Linked DNA regions of Zea mays: region 1 is linked to region 2. A link is a contact called in public Hi-C data. All regions are on one chromosome and are shown on one strand. The core of a region is the stretch at or near the end of the contact, and the rest is flanking DNA. Distances in the headings are between cores, read along the strand shown. Region 1 overlaps LOC100304257. Region 2 has its middle 74 kb from the start of LOC100283407.

Region 1 (3,865 bases), core at 837-3,336, 150 kb before region 2:
CAGTTTGTATCAGGAATTAAAAAACAATTATGCATATTTCCTAAAGTTGCTATGTTAGACCGTCTGCAGCAGTCTACCCATAGTTTACCCAAAAACATTGGTTTACACTGTTCTGCACTGTAGACTGCACTGTTCGCAGAGTGGGGTTTGAATATGGGTATAGGGATGGGTAAGCTGCTGAAGATAGTATTACAGTTCAAAACTATATGGATCATAAAAGTAACAGTGTGGTACTATGCATTAATATAAGATTTTGTTTTAGTCTAAGAACACAAGTTGTAACTACATTTGTTTTGATGAACAATGGGCAGCTTTGTGGTATTTCTGTGGATACTTTTGTATCTATCCGGTTTCACATCTTGTTCCCTGAACTCTACTTTTTTTTTGCAAGCCCTTGGATTTTCGATCAAGAGACTGGGGATCAGCTCCAAGGTGGGTGGCGTTTGTTGATTTCTTTATAGCTGCACAGGCCAGGTACGCAGTCGTCACTGGAGCACATCGTCGTGTGGGGACCACCTACGCACAACTCATTACAGCATTGGCTGCGGCAAACAGGCATGGTACGGTCTTTAAACACGCAGTGGCCTTTTGTGTTTAGGCCAGTTTTGAGCCCTCAACTTAAACCAGCCTACACTTTTCTTGTGTAATTAGGTCGAGAGCCTTCAGGCACCAACTTCACGTTCCTAAGTAGTGTCCACAGCAACTTGCTGGTGGAGGGGCTGTCGACGCAGGTTGGTTGGGGCCATATCTGGAACAGATATGCTGGTCCTCTAAGCTGTCGGCGCCAGCCACACCAATGCGCCTTGACCCCGCTCCTCCCTCCTGCTTGGTGGGACGGTCGATGGCAAAGCCCTATTCCCAGGGATGTGAGGAGGCTACTGGAGTACGGTGTCCGGTTATCAGATACTGGGGAGGTGGACGAGAGGCACCTGTTGTCGTACTGCAGGTCAAGGAAAGATCATGTGAAGAGGTTCCATGTCCTTCCACCATACAAGAACCCGGCACGACTGTAGGCTGAGGAGGTCGGCGAGGAGCAGTAGAGAGCTCAATTTTGCATTAACCACTTATGACGAGTGTAGGTTTGAGTGGCCAAGCTTTTAAACTGGCCATGCTGGTAAATTTCGTGTCGTGACTGGTGTAGGTTTTGGTAATCTGGTGACTGGTGCACTGGTGTTCAGGCGGTAGTATATCATGCATCGTACATCACTATTGTTCATCTGTGATAAGATTGGAAAGCAGGTAGCAGACCTGGAGATGATAGCATGATGTATATAGGGTAAAGGCATAGCATTGCATTGTCGATGAGTTATAAGCTGGTGGTCTATCTGTCAATTAACTATATAGCAGAGCACCGACCCAGAATTGTAAGCCTTTCGTCTACTGATGCAATTTTGATGTTTATCGTTCTCCTGTATCTTCGATTTGACAATTATGCGATTGCTTGGAAGGACTGAGTTCTATGAAATTGCTTCTTTTCCTGTTGTCGTTGCCAAAATATTGTTCAAACTTTTTGTTGCTTGTATATTGTTAATTTTTACAGGATGCTTGATTGTGAATTGTTGCGTATTATCATGGCTGTGGACCCATGACAAATAGATTCTCTAGTTTAATAGCAGTGGTGAACTGGTGATTGATATTCATTATCCCCTTACCGAATTTTTGTTCCTGTCTGACAAACAGGGGATTGTATCCTTTTGAGGAGCACATTTCTTATACCAACCAGTCATTCACTATTCATGAAATCAAACATTTCTGGAGGAAACATCAATGTGCTAGGGCATATGATAGAGATCTGAATATCAGAGTGGACAAACTGTTGTTCATCCGTGATAAGATTGGAAAGCAGATAGCAGATATAGAGATGGGTTGATGTATAAATTCATAGCATAACATTGCATTGCATCGTCAATTAGTTATAAGCTGGTGGTCTAATCTACTGGTGCGATTTTGAGGTTTTTCGTTCTCCTGTCTAGTATACGTGCACGCTTAGGCGGCCTTGTCTGTTTCAGCTCAGGACTGTGTTCAGACGTGCAAGCTTGCCTGCTTGGGATGGCTTTCCAAGCTGAAACAAAAAAGGTTCTTGAAAGATGCGTGGGTGCACGATGCCAGTTCGGTGTCGAGCCATGCCGCGCAAAGTGGACATCTAGTGGGCCTGTGGCGACTCAGTGATTTGAACCTAACGCATGATGTCACTAGATATACTACCTCCATTTTTGATATACTACCTCCATTTTTATTTATTTGACGCCAGTTAGTTCAATTTTATACTAATCGGTGTCAAATAAAAATAAACAGAGGAAGTACTAGATAGAAGGTCTAACAGCTAATAGAAGGGCCCCTTATTACCAGTCATATTTCAGTTTCAGTTCAAATGGTCGAAGGCTCTCGATTCTCGAAGCTAACAATTTTCCTTGTTTCTTTCTTTAGGCCCTTGCGAGATAGCATGTACATCGGTCCTAGCGGTGGCTTCTTTGTTACAAACTGGTATCAAATTTTACGCGAGGAGGTGACTCTCCAATCCAAGTAAGTAGAAAGCTCATGGCAGCCCCCGTTCCTCTCGGGCAGCACAATTCGATGCGTTTCCTCAGCTTCCCGCAGGGCGGCAGGAGGATTCCTTGGCAACAGAGCACCGCAACCCCTGTTGCTTCCTTCACGTCGCCACGGGCAAGGGCCACACACTCTTAGCACCTGTTGTCATGTTATTTAACTCGATCTCATCAGCTATCTAGTCAGTCAGCGACGCTCACATGGACGAGGTTCATCGTTCTGCTCTGGCCGCCGCGCGCCGGCGCAGATACGTTTCATGGTACCCTCTTGCATCGCACTCCCACATGGCGGCTGCGGCTCAAGCTAGGTCGTCCTTCCTCGTCCTGCTCGTCGCCACGTGGTCGCTGTCGCCGCGGCTTGCCGGGGCCTCCACGTCCACGGAAGCAGCAGCTGCCGGCCGTGGCGTTACGCTACGCCTCGACGCGAGCCAGGTACGCGTACGGTATGGTACGAGGCAGCAGCCAAGCTCACCGCTGGGCGCTGGCGTGGCATTGCTGGCGCGATCGATGACCAGTTGGTTTGGTTATGTCCATTGAACTCGTTCTCGTTCCCAGGTGGTCGTGGACAATGGCGCGGTGCAGGTGGCGCTGTCGGCGCCGGAGGGCCGGATCACCGGCGTCAGCTACAGCGGCGACGGCGAGACCACCAACCTGCTGGGGTACGACGCCGGCGAGGGAGACTCCGGAGGGTAACTGACGAGTGCATGCGTATTACACTTGTGCTGCCTCTTCTTTTATCTGCCTGCACTCTGCCCTCTGCCACTCGGAATGTCCCTTCTCTCTTGCAGGTATTGGGATTCGGTATGGAACTATCCCGGCTCTGGTCTCCCAGGACAGTACAATACGTGAGTGATGACTAGACTCTGTACTCTTGCCAACGTCATAAGCATTGCTCAATACTCACAACTTGATTCTGAAATTAATAGAAATTGCCAACAAATAGGAAGCTGTGCCTTATATTGATCAGCAATAGAGATAATACTGGTTACACTTCGTGCAAGAAATGTTTAAATGCCTATGAATGGGCAGTCCAATCTTTTTTTGTTTACAGTAGTGGTTCGAGTCAACAACCCATTCCACATGTATCCTGGAATTTGCAGCAAGGAGGGATTGGATTTACTGGTTACGCTCATACATACAGGTTGGATAGCACAGAGTTCAACGTAGTGTCCTCAAGTGAAGATCAAGTGGAGCTTTCTTTCAGGAGCACATACAACCCGTCGCATCGAAACAGCCTTCGGCTAAACATCGACAAGAGGTGCCAAAATCCTTCACGTTATTCGCTCCACGCAACAACCTGTTTTGGATACTGTTTTCCT
Region 2 (4,006 bases), core at 246-2,745:
ATCAAATTAACTTGAGCATGTCACAGTGATTAATAAAAATATTATTGGGTAAAGAGAAAAGTGATTAAGGGCACAACTTACCTTAGACTCATGATTCCCAGGTATCAACTTGGTCTTCAAGTGACTCATAACCTCGCTACTACTCATAGCAATACAAACAAACATGACATAGGCAAAATTAACATCACACCAAACATAATAAAAAATTGCATAATGATGTTCTACGCATCGTAACTAGATCCTAGGTTCGAGAACCACTAAATTCGGAGTTACAGTTATAAAGTTATGATTTTTCGAAGGTTTATGTGTTAATTATAGAATAAATTAAGTGCATAATTTTTAACCTATGATTCATGACAAAATAGTGTCACAAGGTGATAAACAATATTAATGTAAATTTAATGCAACTGGAATGGATCAAAAAGGAGTTAAAATGGATTAATTATGGATTAACCAAGTTTATGGAATTGTTTTCATTCTAGAAATAATTTTCTGTTTTAAATTTATTAAATCTGAGGTTGAATTGGACTACGGCCACTAATTTAGAAGAGTTCAGGGGTCATTTCATAAGAAACCAGGGCCCTATGGTAAATACTTTACACTCAGAGTGGACGACGTGTTGATTATAGCAAACCATAGGGTCTTTTTAGCAAAAGTTCATGGCGGCCCAACCAGGACTCGGTTCGAGCCATCCGATCCCGATTCAAAGGCCCAGATTAGATCAGATCAGATCTGAAATGGTACGCAATATCAGCCGCTAGATTATGACTTCACGGTTCAGATTTAAATATACAAGATCTCCACGGATCCGTCCGATCGCATCGACGGCCCAGATTCGATTTTATGAAGAGTTACGCTAATACCTAATTCTATCCGTTCGTTTCCATATCAGTGGCCCCGGGCCCATCTTCCTCAGCACGACGACGCCCACGGTGGCGACACCGCGACAGGACCCCCATGGCGGAGCACGCCAGCGAGCCCCCCTGCTCCGCGCCCAACGCGGGATTCTCGGCTCCAATCAACCCTACACAAAGTGGACGGGATTGCGAGCCTGGGAGCGCAACACATACCGGAGATGGTGGCGGCAGTGAACCCCTCCACGTCGCGCGGCGGCCTTGCGACGGTGATGAATTCCGGCTACCAATTCTCAGGGTCCCGGATGTTTCCCCCGCTTAATGACGCACGAGTAAGTGCGGCGCGAACGAGGAGTGGTCCCAGGTGTCTGAGATCGTGGCAAGGCACTTCCTCCAACTCGATGGTGCTCGTTGTGTGGCTCAAGTTTCCGTCGAGGGCTCCTGTCCAGGACGGTGTGGAGTTCGGCTGTGTTTTTACCCCGTGGCAGAGTCCGTCTAGCGCAAAATAGGTAGCGCGAATCTGGGCGGGGATGTGGCGCGGTTGTTGTGTGGATCTCGCTGTCGGCGAGGAAGTCGCGCTCTACTGCAGAGGGAGGAAGGAGGTTCTGACGAGACAACCCCACCAAGTAGCGAGCGCAGTCGCGCGGGTCCCGCCCTCCAGTGAGCGGGAGCGCGGGCGAGGCTAGGCTTAGCGCGCGCGAGGTAATGGGCCGAGGGGAGGAAATTTGGCCCAGTTGAGGCTACCTTGCTTCTTTCCCTTTTTATTCTATTTTTTCCCTATTTCAATTTCAAATCAACACAAGTTTGAATTTCAAACCTTTAATTTTAGATTCACAAATAGACTCCATCATGATGTGCACTAATTATATTAATCTATTTACTTAATTACTTTATTTATTATTATTTTATTTAGGTAATGATATACACACCACATTGATTACCTAGAATATTATTTTGAGTGTGTAATCAATTTAGAGGTATATCACAAAGTTCATATTCCTTTGTTTTGATAGAAAACATTGTTTTCAATGTCTAATCTTTATTAGGACATGATTTAGCTAATATTATTCTATTATGGTCCTTAACTTTAGAAAGGGTGAATTCTAAAGTTCAATTATGTATCAAGGGTACTTATTTTGATTATTATTATTATTATTATTATTATTATTATTATTATTATTATCTCTAAAGGATTTTCTTAAATTACAAGTTAAGATTTTGGGTGTTACATTGACCATGGAGGAGTACTTATAGATAAATGATATTTAGAATCAAGTTTACTAATTTAAGATATTACTATTGTTTTGATACATTAACATATGTCTAGGTCTAACTCCCATGATTGGAAGATTGTCTAGATGTTTATTGGGCCCTTTGTCATTTATGGGCTTCTAAATTTTTTAAGGAGACAATAAAGAAAATAAGATCTATGAACAAGGGTGGAAAGCATACGTTTGGGGATGATGATTACATTCATATCGGTAGACAAATGGTAAGACATGGCAAATACTATTTTCAAAAATATATTTATAGTTATATGCTGGTAATTTCTACAAATAGGAGGTTCAAACTAGTGTTGAGCCGTCAACCATTGATGTGTATCTCTAGGACACAGGGGACCAGACCTGACATAGCATGAGGTCATGTGCAGTCAGCAAGCATCAAAATGATTGGTTAGTTATTCACAATTTAGAATTATCTGTGAAACATTTAGGCTCTAAGATCTAAATTTAATTTTCTAATTGTAGGAGCAATATAAGCATGAGATGGTTCGACGCCATGGTGAAAACTTCGATTGGCGGAATAGAGCGATTGACCCAATGGCAATGCGTGCTAGTGGTTGTGGAAAGGTGCATGAATGATAAGATCATTATTTCTTAAATTTTGTTATTACGCTTAACTAAAATCTACATATTTTAAATTGTGAAACTACTACATATTATGCGGTGGTCGACTCGGAAGATGTACGATCATAGCCTAGCATACCAGGAGGAGCGCTTCCGGGTGGTTGGCTTTCTATGCGTCAGAGGTGCCGCCACCACCGAAGGCGCGGAGGGACGAGTTGCCTCCGACTCCTTCCCCTCATGGGGACCCAATGACACCGGGGGTGCTGGAAGCTACAACGCTACCAGCGTCGCTCCCTCCACGCCATGACCAACCAGCGCGGTAGACGCGAGAGGTGGAATTGCAACCCCAGCATCCTCCACGCAGCGCTCCGTGGGCGCTACGAGCGTGGTAGGGTCCACTACAAGCTCTTCCCTCTGATGAGCTAGGACATTGGAGCTAGCAGCCTCTGCGTCTCCATAGTGGGATGGGCCGCCCACCGATGCAAGACCCCCAATCCTATCGGAGGCCGTGGAGGTCATGTCCTCCATGTCAGTCGAAGGAGTGATGCTCCTCCTCGGCCCCGCGCAAGCTAAGTGCTCGGCTTTCTTCTCCCTCTCCCTCTGTTGGCGGCGTCTTTTGTGCACCGCCAAGGTTTCCGCCTCTACATCCCTCTTTCGCTTCTTCTCCGCCTTAATGTCGACGTCTTCAGGAAGGGGCGGAAGATAAAATGCCATAGGTCTGATCTTCTACGTAGCCCCGAACGATCATAACCAATATAAAAAGCTAAAGGAGCAGGAAGAGACAAGGGAAAAGAACTCACTAGACTGTTCGAGATATCTTTGGAAAGGAGGAGGAGTGAATCCTCGTCCACATGAAAGCCCCCGATGACAACACCGTGATAGCCTTGACCTAGGCCTCGATCTTAGTTAGTGTGAGAGGCTCGGAGGAATGGAGGTCGGGGTTGATGCCGGAATACATGTAAAACGGGTTTTGATGGGGCGTTAATGCATGCTAAACTCAGTGTTGCATGAATGTACGTACCAGCCGCACACCAGTAAGGCCTTGCTGCTTCAATGTGGCGACCACCTTCAGAGGATGCTCCACCTTACTCTTGAAATGTGCCTTCACGGCGTAGTGCCACTTGTCGAATAAGGAAGGACTCAATGAGATGCTCCCAACGGGTTGAGCCCCTAGTGGGACCACTCGCCTAGACTTAACCCTACCGAAGGATGGTCGAATCTCATTTGGATAATTCGTTTGTAGCTTGACGGTCTCCTTCCCCATGCCGACTAGGTCAGAGGAGGGTGGCCCTCTCCTCAAAAGGA

What was found. Hi-C and Micro-C count contacts between places; a contact is called where the count stands out from the background.
Region 1: a Hi-C map of tassel shows a contact between it and region 2, with 4 times the contacts expected there. The contact joins two enhancer-like sites. A contact is called at or near these places in 2 of 25 Hi-C or Micro-C datasets (ear and tassel).

What each region holds. Positions count from the first base shown.
Region 1 is chr4:23,358,707-23,362,571 of Zm-B73-REFERENCE-NAM-5.0, reverse strand. LOC100304257 reads left to right here. Exons shown (of 8, transcript NM_001165700.1): 7 at 392-560; 8 at 652-1,366. The coding sequence ends at 1,013. Among protein-coding and RNA genes, the nearest start is that of LOC100304257, 8.6 kb to the left of the region's middle. Within about 2 kb of position 2,086, at least 11 of the 20 cell types and tissues checked have an H3K27ac peak or open chromatin away from gene starts, as enhancers often do. A contact at or near this core is called in ear and tassel, where this site is marked.
Region 2 is chr4:23,209,055-23,213,060 of Zm-B73-REFERENCE-NAM-5.0, reverse strand. No RefSeq gene overlaps it. Among protein-coding and RNA genes, the nearest start is that of LOC100283407, 74 kb to the right of the region's middle. Within about 2 kb of position 1,495, at least 17 of the 20 cell types and tissues checked have an H3K27ac peak or open chromatin away from gene starts, as enhancers often do. A contact at or near this core is called in ear and tassel, where this site is marked.